2 separate regions of the Mus musculus genome follow, and region 2 is linked to region 1. Evidence: chromatin contacts called from public promoter capture Hi-C data. All regions are on one chromosome and are shown on one strand. Each heading gives the region's core, a stretch centred on a gene start, on an enhancer-like site or on the middle of the called end of the contact. The rest is flanking DNA. Distances are from core to core; before and after follow the strand shown. Region 1 holds the start of Zfp974 (zinc finger protein 974). Region 2 holds the start of Egln2 (egl-9 family hypoxia-inducible factor 2).

Region 1 (5,576 bases), core at 1,154-3,653:
CAGATGTCAATCAGGTTTCCCAGGGCACTCAATGAGACCATCCCCTCAAAGCTCTGAAGCCCCCAAGGCCCCTGTTTCCCTGTGGGACTGACACCTCCACTGCAGGGACAGTCCTCCCTGAGCACAGACCAAGCAGAGAGCACACGTGGAGAAATGCATTCAAAGACAACCGCAGTGCACGCTGGGAAGAAGCACAGACAGGAAGTGCTCAGACCTGCCAGCCCTCACTGGAAAGGGGCAGACTGGGCTGGGGGAATCCGGATCCTTGGGAAGCTTCAAGAGGGAAAGAGGGCAGGAGTCACCTAACCTGAAGTCACTCTATGTCCAAGAGAGAAAAACAACTTACACAGACCATGTCTTGGGAACTAGAGCTGGCCATTCTTCTTCAGGCTTCCTCCCCTGGGGGACAAAAAGAAAGCCATTCACTGCATTGTGACTTGATGTTCCCAGGCTGACTTCTGTCACTGTGATGTCATCGACTACACTTATTTCTCAAGCCTCCCCACTCACTCTCTCCCCTCCCACCGCTCACAGCCTCCCACACACAAATTGGAAGCACACAGGAGTCTACACAAAGCTGATCACCTCCTAACCCAGACAACCCACGGCCAAGGGGGCAGTGTGGGAGTGCAGGGCACAAACATATCTGCCTTGAACTCCTCCAGAAGAGGCCAGCAGAAGGGATCCATCTTCCACCCTGAGCTCCAGCTCGCCCTGCACCTGGGCCGCTCCTCCTACTGTGCGCAGATCTCAGATCTTCCTACTGGAACCCCACCTATCAAGGCTCACAGGGGCTCACAGCATCCAGGTGGCCCCTCCTGTGTAAACTCAGGGCTGAAGCACAGCGAGGCTGGAGGGGCTGCAGCTGTGATGCTCAGGCAGCGTCCAGCATTCTGTGCCCACTGTTAGTGAATGGGACTGTGCACCATGGACCACTCTCCTGAGAACCTTCCCTCATCTATGATAACACTTATGTTGTCTCAAGCCATGATCCTTTATGAAGATAATTAGCTGTAAAACATCCTGTCACAGGAGGTGAGTATATGTTTCCCTCTTTCCATATTATGGGAGATTTTGAACAAAATAATGCTAAGTTTGTTCTGGGTGTCCTAGGTCTTTTGATCCTAGAACTGAGTTTCTCAACCTCCGCAGGGCTGACACAACTGTCCTGCCTTGGGCTCTGTGAGGACCACCTTGTGCTCTGTAAAATTATCACACTGAACACAATACAAATTTTAAAATTCTGCTCTTCATTATTACCTTCATTTCGTTTTCTCCTTGTTTTGAAACAGGTTCTCATTTTGTAGCACACCCCTCCTGGAACTTGCTATGTGGATCAAACTGATCCTTAATTTACAATGATCCTCCTGCTTCTGCCTCCCAAAATGCTGAGATTAAAATGTACACTGTACAGACTAGAGCTTATGAGTCATTTCCTTAAATATACAACCAGTATTTGCATTCTTTCTAACACTCCCTTGTCCTGCCATACCCTGCAGACAATGAACCCAAGATGAGCACTGTCTATAATGTGGGGAAAGGAAGTGATTTAGGGAGAAAAAGTCAAGGGTAATTGAAATGGTCATGTGAACACCAGGACCTAAGGGCAGGGACAACGTAAGGGCCACAGCGGTGGAGGTATGAATGTGTACGTTCACCTACCTGCATTTACTGACAATTCCATATTATAAAATTGAAAACTCATTTCTCAAACAGAAAAGAAGAGTACACTCATCCTTGACTCTTAGATGGGCAGCAATAATGATCCCATCCTTCTCAAGCCCTCCTTTTGACTGATGGCCTTCGCGGGGAGCCTGCGCAAGGATGAGATCCCCATCATGCTCTGGCAGCATCCGCACTGAGCACTTTCCTTCAGTTCCCTCAACACTCACACAGCTAGGGCTCTGAGAAAGTCATGGAATTCAACAAGTAACCACCCTCCTAGGTCACCCTCGGTGGCACTTTCAGCCCCAAATGCTCCTCCCAAGCTCAAGTCTGTACCTAGCCTGACCTCTCCTTACTGAAACTTAGTCCTCTGCTTTGGTTCCTGTGGTCGCGAGGGAAAGTTGGAGCAGAAAGCGACGCGCACAGAGCCCCAGATAATGCAGAGAGATCAAGGTGTGGACACACACACACACACACACTATCACATCAACAAACAGCGACCCTATACGACCGTCCGCACACGCCCACTCCCAGCCGGCTGCCTCAGGCCTTACTCCATGGAGACCGAAGCCAACCTGAAATTTCTTCCGCCGACCACAAAGATCGGACCTTCCGCATTAGCGGCACCAGAACACCAAAAGCCTATGCGCTAGTTTCGGCGTGGTGACCCTAAAAAATGCAGTTATCACCAGCAAAGCCCCCGTGAAGCCCGGCTCTTGGGGGCGGGGATGCCAGATCTGCGAGCGGAGCCCAGTGGTTTGTGGGAGTTCCCACGGGGGTGCGCGCTTAAAGGGGAGGCGCCCTCCTTTGAGTAAAAGTTACTTCCGGTTCTGCGGGGAACTGATTTTCTCGCCCTTAAAAAGGCAGGGATGCTCTAGATAGAAAATGTGACTGAGGACCACATGCTATGCAACAACCGTACTGTGTCTGTTAGACAGGCTAGACGATCCTCATAATAAAACTAGTCGCATTGAAAGTACTGTAATCGGTCTAAAAGCTAAAGTACAGGTTTGTCACATTAGATTTGAAAAGAGGTCAGACCCAGCTATCTGTTAACTTCAGAAAATATGTTAAAGATAAATACTCTAGCAGATTCAAAGTGACCATCTTTACATAATCAAAAGAAAACTCAAGTCGATTATAAAATGGAGGCAGATTTGGGGGCAAAGAACATTGCCAGTGATAATAAAGAGGCCAAGACATCAAGTGATAGTAAACATGGCTGGGCGTGGTAGCAATGGCTTTTATCCCAGCGATGGGGAGGTACAGCCAGCTGCATGTCTGTGAGAAGAGACCACCGAGGACTACCCAGTGAAACCCTGTCTAAGAACTAAAATACACTCAGATTATGGTGGCACATGCCTTTTACTCTTTTTGTGTCTGAGTTACCTCACTCAGGATATTTTCTAGTTGCACCCATTTGCCTGCAAAACTCATGATGTCCTCATTCTTAATAGCTAAATACTATCCCATTATGTAAATGACCCACATTTTCTGTATCCATTTTTCCATTGGGGGACATCTGGGTTGTTTCCAGCTTCTGGCTTTCACAGATAAGACCTCTATGAACACAGTGGATTTGTGGTATGGTGGGGCATCTTTTGGGTATATTCCAAGAGTGGTATAGCTGGGTCTTTGTGGTTGATCTATTTCCAAACTTCTGAGGATCCTCGAGATTGATTTCCAGAGTAGTTGTATCAGTTGGCAATCCCACCAACAATGTCTTAGAGCTCAGGCTCTAAGATCCAGAATTGATAAATGGGACCTCATAAAACTGGAAAGCTTCTGTAAGGCAAAGGACGTAGTCAGGACAAATCAGCAACCTATAGAGTGGGACAAAACTTCACTAACCCCACATCCTATAGAGGGTTAATATCCAAAATATATAAAGAACTCAAGAAGCTAAGCTTCAAAAATCCAAACAACCCAACCACAAAATAAGGTATAGAGCTAAACAGAGAATTCACAACAGAGGAATCCCAAATGATGGAGAAGCACTTAAAGAAATGTTCAAAGTCCTTAGTGATCAGGGAAATGCAAATCAAAATGACCTGAGATTCTACCTTACAACAATCAGAATGGCTAAGACAAAAAACTCCGGTGACAGCACTTGTTTCTACTGCACTTTTGAAACTTAAAGACTGTATCTATTTTTAAGATATCCCATAGGCTAATACTAGACCAGGAGTCCCCAGCTATATCTAGGTGACTGTTTCTGCAAAGCTTCCTGTTTTGTTATTCCACTGGCTTTTGGATCATTTATAAAGATGCTTAGCCTTCTGTCATGCCAATGTGTTCCGTCCTCCTTTCTCTCCACAGTGTGATTCTGGTCAGTCTGCTCCATCACAGTTCTTTTCTTAGTGCTACCCCTTATCCTTCATGGAAGTAAAATCAGATAATTGCCCTCCATTTTCTCCACAGGAGCTGTGTGGTGCTGAATACGTAACTAGAGATTAATGTCCACCACAAGCGTTTCCTTAGCTGCAGTCACTTGAATTCCTCCTGGGGTTCTGCAGGCCACATCCCCAGTCTCAGCTCTTTCTGCCTCTGTCTCCTGCTCTGTGTGTGCATAGCTTTCCCTCCTCCTCACACCTCTGTCTCCTGCTCTGTGTGTGCATAGCTTCCCCTCCTCCTCCTCACCTCTGTCTCCTGCTCTGTGTGTGCATAGCTTCCCCCTCCTCCTCTCACCTCTGTCTCCTGCTCTGTGTGTGCATAGCTTCCCCTCCTCCTCACCTCTGTCTCCTGCTCTGTGTGTGCATAGCTTCCCCCTCCTCCTCACCTCTGTCTCCTGCTCTGTGTGTGCAAAGCTTCCCCCTCCTCCTCACCTCTGTCTCCTGCTCTGTGTGTGCATAGCTTCCCCTCCTCCTCACACCTCTGTCTCCTGCTCTGTGTGTGCATAGCTTCCCCTCCTCCTCCTCACCTCTGTCTCCTGCTCTGTGTGTGCATAGCTTCCCCCTCCTCCTCTCACCTCTGTCTCCTGCTCTGTGTGTGCATAGCTTCCCCTCCTCCTCACCTCTGTCTCCTGCTCTGTGTGTGCATAGCTTCCCCCTCCTCCTCACCTCTGTCTCCTGCTCTGTGTGTGCAAAGCTTCCCCCTCCTCCTCACCTCTGTCTCCTGCTCTGTGTGTGCAAAGCTTCCCCCTCCTCCTCACCTCTGTCTCCTGCTCTGTGTGTGCAAAGCTTCCCCCTCCTCCTCACCTCTGTCTCCTGCTCTGTGTGTTCATAGCTTCCCCCTCCTCCTCACCTCTGTCTCCTGCTCTGTGTGTGCATAGCTTCCCCCTCCTCCTCCTCCTCACCTCTGTCTCCTGCTCTGTGTGTGCAAAGCTTCCCCCTCCTCCTCACCTCTGTCTCCTGCTCTGTGTGTGCATAGCTTCCCCTCCTCCTCACCTCTGTCTCCTGCTCTGTGTGTGCATAGCTTCCCCCTCCTCCTCACACAAAGATGCATCTGTGTTTCTTTCCAAGTTTTCTCTCCTGCTTCTGAAGGTGACTGTAGGCATGTGTTGAGAAATCCCTTCATCCCCTTCCCCCTTCCTTCCTCCACCCTCTTCTAGATCTATCCGTGAGTGAGCCACCCCTCTCCACAATGAACATTGATTTCCATACTTCCGTCATGTTCTTGTGGGGAGTTTTGGTTGCCGCTGTTCATTTTGTTTTTGTTTGATTTTGGTTATAGTCTTTTCTACATAAGATTTCTCTGTGTGGCCTTGGCTGTCCTTTGTGTTCCTCTGCAGACCAGGCTGGCCTCGAACTCAGAGATCTGTTGCCTCCGCCTCCTGAGTGCTGGGATTACATGTGTGTGCCACCATAATTGGCTGAATATTTATATTTTAAATATGTCAGACCTGAATCTACTGAATATGAAGTATGCCTATTGTAATTAGCGAGCCTGGGCCGCTGCCTTCCCCCCCCCTC
Region 2 (6,176 bases), core at 1,367-3,866, 760 kb before region 1:
ACCTGCGCGAGCACACTGTCACCCAGTGTCACCATTGGGAAGCTGCTCCTGGTGCTCCTGGCTCCAAGAGTAGGCTCACAGGGCAGAATGGAGGCCAGGCTCCGTGCTCAACTAGACAGGCAGCACCCCATCCTCGGCCTAGGCTAACTCGACACTGCCAGCCTTCCCTCCGCCTTCTGGTTCTGCCATCTGCGTGCCAGCTTCACTACCCGTGGTCTAAGGAGAGTCTGGACAGTCAGGGGCTCTGGGTCTCCCAAGGTCGAGGACCACCACCACCCCGGGCTGAACTATTTCTGGTACAAAACTCAAAGTTTGGAGGGAGGTAACTGTAGCCCCTCTGACGGAGGTGCCTACACCCTGCTACATAACCCGCAGAGGATTGTCTCCAGACCCCCATGCCACAGCATCAGGCACGCACCAGAAAAGTGCCTTACCTTGGTGCGCCCATTGATGACGTAGTTGCCCAGCCGCCCTGCACAGTGGCGGATTACTGCGTCCACGTGAGCCATGAGGGCACCAATGCTCCGGCAGCCTGGCTCGTGACCTTCTACCCAGGCAATCTGGTCCCCACGAATGCTGCGCGGTGGGATCGCCCGCTGGCTCACTAGTTGCCCATCACGAAGACGCCCGCCCCACTTCAGGGCTTCCACCTCAGCCAGCACACGGCCACCCAGTACTGCCCCCAAGAAGTTGTCCTTGACACAGATACCATAGTACCGCATGCAAGGCACAATATAGTCCAGGGCCAGGCGCTCAGGTGCAGAGGGCTGGACTTCCTCCCTCAGCCTAGCACTTGCCTCGCCACTGCTACTGGTAGTGTTGCTGCTGCTGCTGCTGCTGTTGCTGGCACCGCTGTCACAGCCCATACCACTTTCCCCCTTGGCCTCCTGGTTCTCTTGCCTGGCCCACGGTCGCTTGCTGGGTGAAGGGGCATCCCCACCATCCTTGGCCCACTTCCGTTTGGGGGCCTCAGGCCGGGCACCCTGGGCCGCCAGTCGCTGGCACTCCTTGGTGACCAACGCAGCAGCACCTTCACTCTGCAGTGGCCAAAGCTCACCACCATCCTGCCCACCAAAGCCCTCCCGCAGGGGACTGGCAGTGGTCGTAGTAGCAGTGGCTGTGGTTCTGGGGGTCCCATTGCCAGCCGAGGCCTCCCCAGATGCTCCTGGACGGTGATAGGCCGGGAGCAGAGGGCAGGGCAGGTAACTCTCCACCCCCATTCTGGCTCGGCTAGACTCCAAGGACTCTGACACAGACCCTGGCAACTGAGGGAGAGCTTGATTCAGGGCCTGCGGCTGGCACGGGCTGTCCATGGCAGCAGTGTCTTCATCCCCCGGGCATGGAGGGCACGGCCCGGGCCCATGGTGCCACCCTCCTCCGCCTCCTCCTCCTCCACTTGATGCAGCCCGGGGCCGCTGGGCCTCGTGTGGGGCAGGGTGAGGCAGGGCAGGCAGCAGGGGCTCCTCTAGTGCTCTGGGGGTGCTCGCTGGTCCCCAAGTCCACAGTTGTCTCTAGGAGCTTGAGAAGGGACTGATGGGGGTGGCTGGAAAAGAGAAAAGGAAGAACTTAAAAGAAGTCAAGAGACGAGCAGGTGGGAAGGGGTGGGGATGGTACCAGCAGGAAGTAGATGACAGACTGGGCCACAACAAACACACACGCACACAGGGAGACAACATGGGGCATATAACTTGGGAATTTGAGAGGGAATGTCTGGCATAAAGAGTAATAGAGAGAAAGTGCAGAGAACGTTGCATGACGGCCCAGAGAGGAAGGTGATAGGGAGACAGATATCTGTGGACGAAAAGCGACGATGCAAGTGGAAAATACAAGGTACCTGCCTGAGGTTTCTATAGAGACTCAGAGAGATGAGGAGGGAGGAGACACAGAAAACGGGAGTGTGGAATCTAGGGTAAAGTCAGGGTTGTGGGGAACCAACGGGCAATGCCACCGCGCAACATTCGCGGGAACCTAATCGCCTGGGTGGAAGATTACGAGCCAGGGCAGGCGGGGAAAACCGGGAGTCCAGGGACAAAGAGAACAGGGAGAAAAACAAGACGGCAGGGGAGCGGGAGGGCCGGTGGGGTCGACCTGTGCCCTACGGGAGGAAGCCTACTGGGGCCCGACACACACCCAGCCGGAAGGGAGGTCCTGCCAGACGGACGGACTGACGGAAGGGAGCCCGAGAGCAGAGTCCGACCCGACTGCCTTCCTCCCAACCCCCTCCGCCAGGACCCAGGGGCCGCGGGACGCCCCGGGTGACTGAGGCGGGGCCGCCTCGGCCCGGCCCCTCCCCTTGGTGGTTATTGCGCGCTCCCGTGGCCCCCAATGGTCCGCCCCACCGCGCCGGGCGCGCGCTTCCTTCCCCACCCCCAACGCCCTAGCGTGGGGTCGCTGCCGCCCGCGCGCGCTCCCGCCTCCAGCCCCGTCGCCCGCGCCCGGCCACCGGGCCTCAGACTCCTTCTCCTCCCCGGGTCTTTCCCTTCGCGCGACCTCCTCACCGAGCTTTTTCCTCCGGCCTCGGCGCCGCCGTTTGTGCCAGCCGCCCTGCGCTTCGCAGCGCGCCATACCCCGCCCCCCACCGCCCGCGACGCCCCGCCCCCGCCTCGCCCGCTGGGCACGTGACAGCGGCCCGGCCGAGGAGACTGCGCGTGCGCGAACCGCACGTTGACAGGAGGCTTAGAACGCACTGCCCAAGAAGTGAGCTGGTCCGGGACGCGAGGCTTATTTGCATTATGTGCTCCTCCCCTTCCACGCGAAAGCAGACACGCAGGTTCAGTAAAAGGCGTTCTGTGAGTTCTCAAGACGGCCCCTTGGAGAGGGGTACAAAAGAGCAGTTTCACACAGAAAGGCCCACCCCTCGGAGCCAAAAGTGTCAGTGAACTTGTCAGCTGGGTTCTTGGCATTTGCTATGCAAATGTCTCATTTACATGGGCCGCTCCTGCACACAGCCCAAGAGTATATTGAGAAATGACTGCGCAGTTAGTTGGAAAGTGTATGTAAATTCCTACGTCAGTAATTTACATAAGCACTTAAAAAAAAATAACGGTGAGTACGGGACGTCCTTAGAGAAGCGAAACCGGGTAGAACAAATGAGCAAATGTGTACTATTTGCATGACCCGCTCCTCGCTGCTCCCTCAGGGCAACTGTGGGAGTCAGATTAAAGCAACCTGGGACAGACTCACAAAGAAGACATTTGCAAAACCCAGCTCCTCTGTAGCCCAAGCGGATTTTTTGTTTCTGTAGTGCTGGAGACTGAATCCAGAGCTTCACATGTGCGATGCAAGCGCTCTACCACTAAGCTACTCTTAATATTTATACCACCATTCCGGGGAGGGCTGTGTGGATAGGGTTATTTGAATGCCCGACCCTTTCCACCAACTCCAGGGCCTAACAAATGGGCAATAAGTGGGCTTGGATACTTGCTGACATTTTGTGAGAGCAGCTGAAGCTGTCCTGAGGGGGGCTGCACCTGTCTCCAGAAGGCTATGGCTATAAAGACATCAGGGTACATTAAGTATGACCAGGAGTCCGGGTTGCACAAGAACCACAGTGGCACATGGCGAAGAATGTTCGTGTTCGCAGGCACACAGACACACACAAAGAAACAAATCTCCATCAGTGCACACACAAACCTCAGGAGCACGTGTTTTTAGGAACACAGTGAGCCACCGTCCTAGTTTGCAGACATGAGGTGGTGTACACTAAGTCAAACCAGGCACAGACTCAAGACCCCCCCTTAGATTCCCAAGTCCTCGGTCTTGATGTTGCACACAACAGCAGCCTCACCAACACAGTCACCAGGCCAGAGACTACTCACATGCCACAGTGTCATACTGCCCCATACATGTCACACACAGGGATGTCATCGCTGCACACACCACCTTTGATGGATCGTGTACTGCCACTACCATGAAGCATGTACACAACCTGGGATGGGTACATTGTAATCCCAGCTCATGGGAGGCTGAGGCAGGGAGACCTCAAATTCCAGGTTAGTCTAGGCTATAACAAGGCCCTGTGTCAAAAAGGGGGGCTGTGTGTAGGAAAAAGCAAGGACATGTATACAATGACGAACTCTGTCCTCAATGAGTACGTGAGCCAGGATGTACCTACCCCAACTTGTCCCACAAACCAAGTCCCACCACCCACAAACAGGGGCTCCTCATGCAGAGGCCTATTCATAGCTTCCATTAGAGACCACTTCGGTTTCCTCATCTCAGAATGACAGAGGCCGAAACACAGGTGTAAACAATGCTTTATGGAGGACCAGGACAGGATGGAACAGGCCTCCAGGTAATAAATAACAGACTTGCAACAGCGGGGCCAGGCAGGAAGTTGGGGCCAAACGGCCCTGGTCTCAAGCTTTGGGAGTTCTTCAGGTAGGGTTTGGGGCTCAGGGGGACTAGAGTTAGCCAAGGCAGAGGAAGCAGCAGCAGGTATGGGGTCCCCTTTCCCCTGTGGCTCAATCTTGCCCCACAGCCAGGCCCCACCAGGCCAGCGAAGGGGGATGGGGGATGGAGTAACTTTTCTGAGACTGGGGCAGATTGGGGCCTGGCCTCTTGGGGCCTGGTTCTGAGCCCCAGCCTTCGGGCAGGGCTGGTCCAGAAGAACAGGTGAGCTGAAAGAGAAGGGCATTGTGACCTGGAGGGTCCGAAGCTGGTCTCTAGACGTCTTCCTGGCCTTTGTCTGCCTGGACTCTTTTATTTTTATTTTTATTTTCCAGACCGTGCACTGTCTGACTCTGTTGTCCCTCTGCAGGTTATGTGGGGGACTCATTCTCCAAACACAGCCCTGTACAGGTTTGCATCTGTACAGGAGCATTTCGGTACCTAACTACCATGGCCCTTGCCAGGCGGTGACTCACACATGATATTCGGGACTGGAGAGGTACAGGCAGTAGGATGGTGAATTTAAGACCAACCTGAGCTACAAAGTGAGATCCTGCCGGGCAGTGGTGGTGCACCCCTTTAATCCCAGCACTCGGGAGGCAGAGGCAGGCGGATTTCTGAGTTCAAGGCCAGCCTGGTCTACAGAGTGAGTTCCAGGACAGCCAGGGCTACACAGAGAAACCCTGTCTCGAACCACCCCCCCAAAAAATGAGATCCTGTCTCGAAAGCACAAAACATGGGGGGCGGGGGGGGGGGAGGTAACTAAATATATGCCTCCACGTTTGTAAATTTCTGTGTCCCTTTTCACCCCTAATGGTCCAGGCTAGGCCTCGTTCCAATGCTTTTCACACAGGAGAGAGAGCAGAAGAGTGGTCACCGCTTTGACTGCTCACAGCATTACCTAGATGTTTCTAGGAATTACCTAAGGTAAATTCTGGGCATCAGTATGTTGTAAAGCTCCCCAACTTATTCTAATGGGCACTATTTCCAGAGAGGGAAGTGTTGGTAGGCCCTGACTAACTTTCTGTCCCAGTGAAGGCAAATCAGAAAGCGTGGTGGTTCACGCCTATAATCCCAGCATTTAGGAGGGCCTCAAGTTATAAGCCTTACATAGTCTAGGGGGAGGGAAAGGAAGGGAGGGAGGGAGAGAGGGAGGGAGGGAGGAAGGAAGGAAGGAAGGAAGGAAGGAAGTAAGGAAGGAAGGAAGGAAGGAAGGAAGGAAAATAATGAAAAGGAAAGGAAATCGTGGCTCAGTTGATTGTGCTTGTTTGGCCTGTGTAGGCCCTGGTTCCATCTTCAGCACCTCATAAATGCACTACTGCCGGGCAGTGATGGCGCACGCCTTTAATCCCAGCGCTTGGGAGGCAGAGGCAGGTGGATTTCTGAGTTCGAGGCCAGCCTGGTCTACAGAGTGAGTTCCAGGACAGCCAGGGCTACACAGAGAAACCCTGTCTCAAAAAAAAACAAAACAAAACAAAAGACAAGGAATCTGAAATCAAGGTCACCTGTGATTACACAGCAAGTCTGAGGCCAGTCTGGGCTACACGTCTCTGGGAAAAAAAGAAAAAGAAAAAAGAAAAGGGCAGAGGGGGAGATATTCTTATAAAATTTTTAAAATAAAAGAAATTATCAGGCTGGACTTGATCACACACCTTTCATCCCTTCACTAGGGAGGCAGAGGCAGGTGGATCTCTGTGAGTTCAATGCCAGCCTGGTTAACAGAGCAAGTTCCAGACAGCCAGGGCTATGTAGAGAAAACCTGTCTCAAAAGTAATAAAAGACCTGTT

Evidence for each region. Promoter capture Hi-C pulls out the DNA fragments that hold promoters and counts their contacts.
Region 2: a contact with region 1 is called in a promoter capture Hi-C map of pre-B cells, with 4 times the contacts expected there. The contact joins the promoter of Egln2 here to the promoter of Zfp974 in region 1. A contact is called at or near these places in 2 of 39 promoter capture datasets (cranial neural crest and pre-B cells).

Annotation. Positions count from the first base shown.
Region 1 is chr7:27,927,055-27,932,630 of GRCm38.p6, forward strand. It overlaps Zfp974 (zinc finger protein 974), which reads right to left and starts at 2,404. Exons shown (of 5, transcript NM_001374027.1): 1 at 2,241-2,404; 2 at 347-399. The coding sequence starts at 379. It overlaps Gm26891 (a long non-coding RNA gene), which reads left to right. Exons shown (of 2, transcript XR_881914.3): 1 at 1-1,035; 2 at 1,293-1,420.
Region 2 is chr7:27,164,186-27,170,361 of GRCm38.p6, forward strand. Egln2 (egl-9 family hypoxia-inducible factor 2) reads right to left here and starts at 2,617. Exons shown (of 6, transcript NM_053208.4): 1 at 2,499-2,617; 2 at 435-1,543. The coding sequence starts at 1,313. It overlaps Rab4b (RAB4B, member RAS oncogene family), which reads right to left. Exons shown (of 8, transcript NM_029391.2): 8 at 4,248-4,619.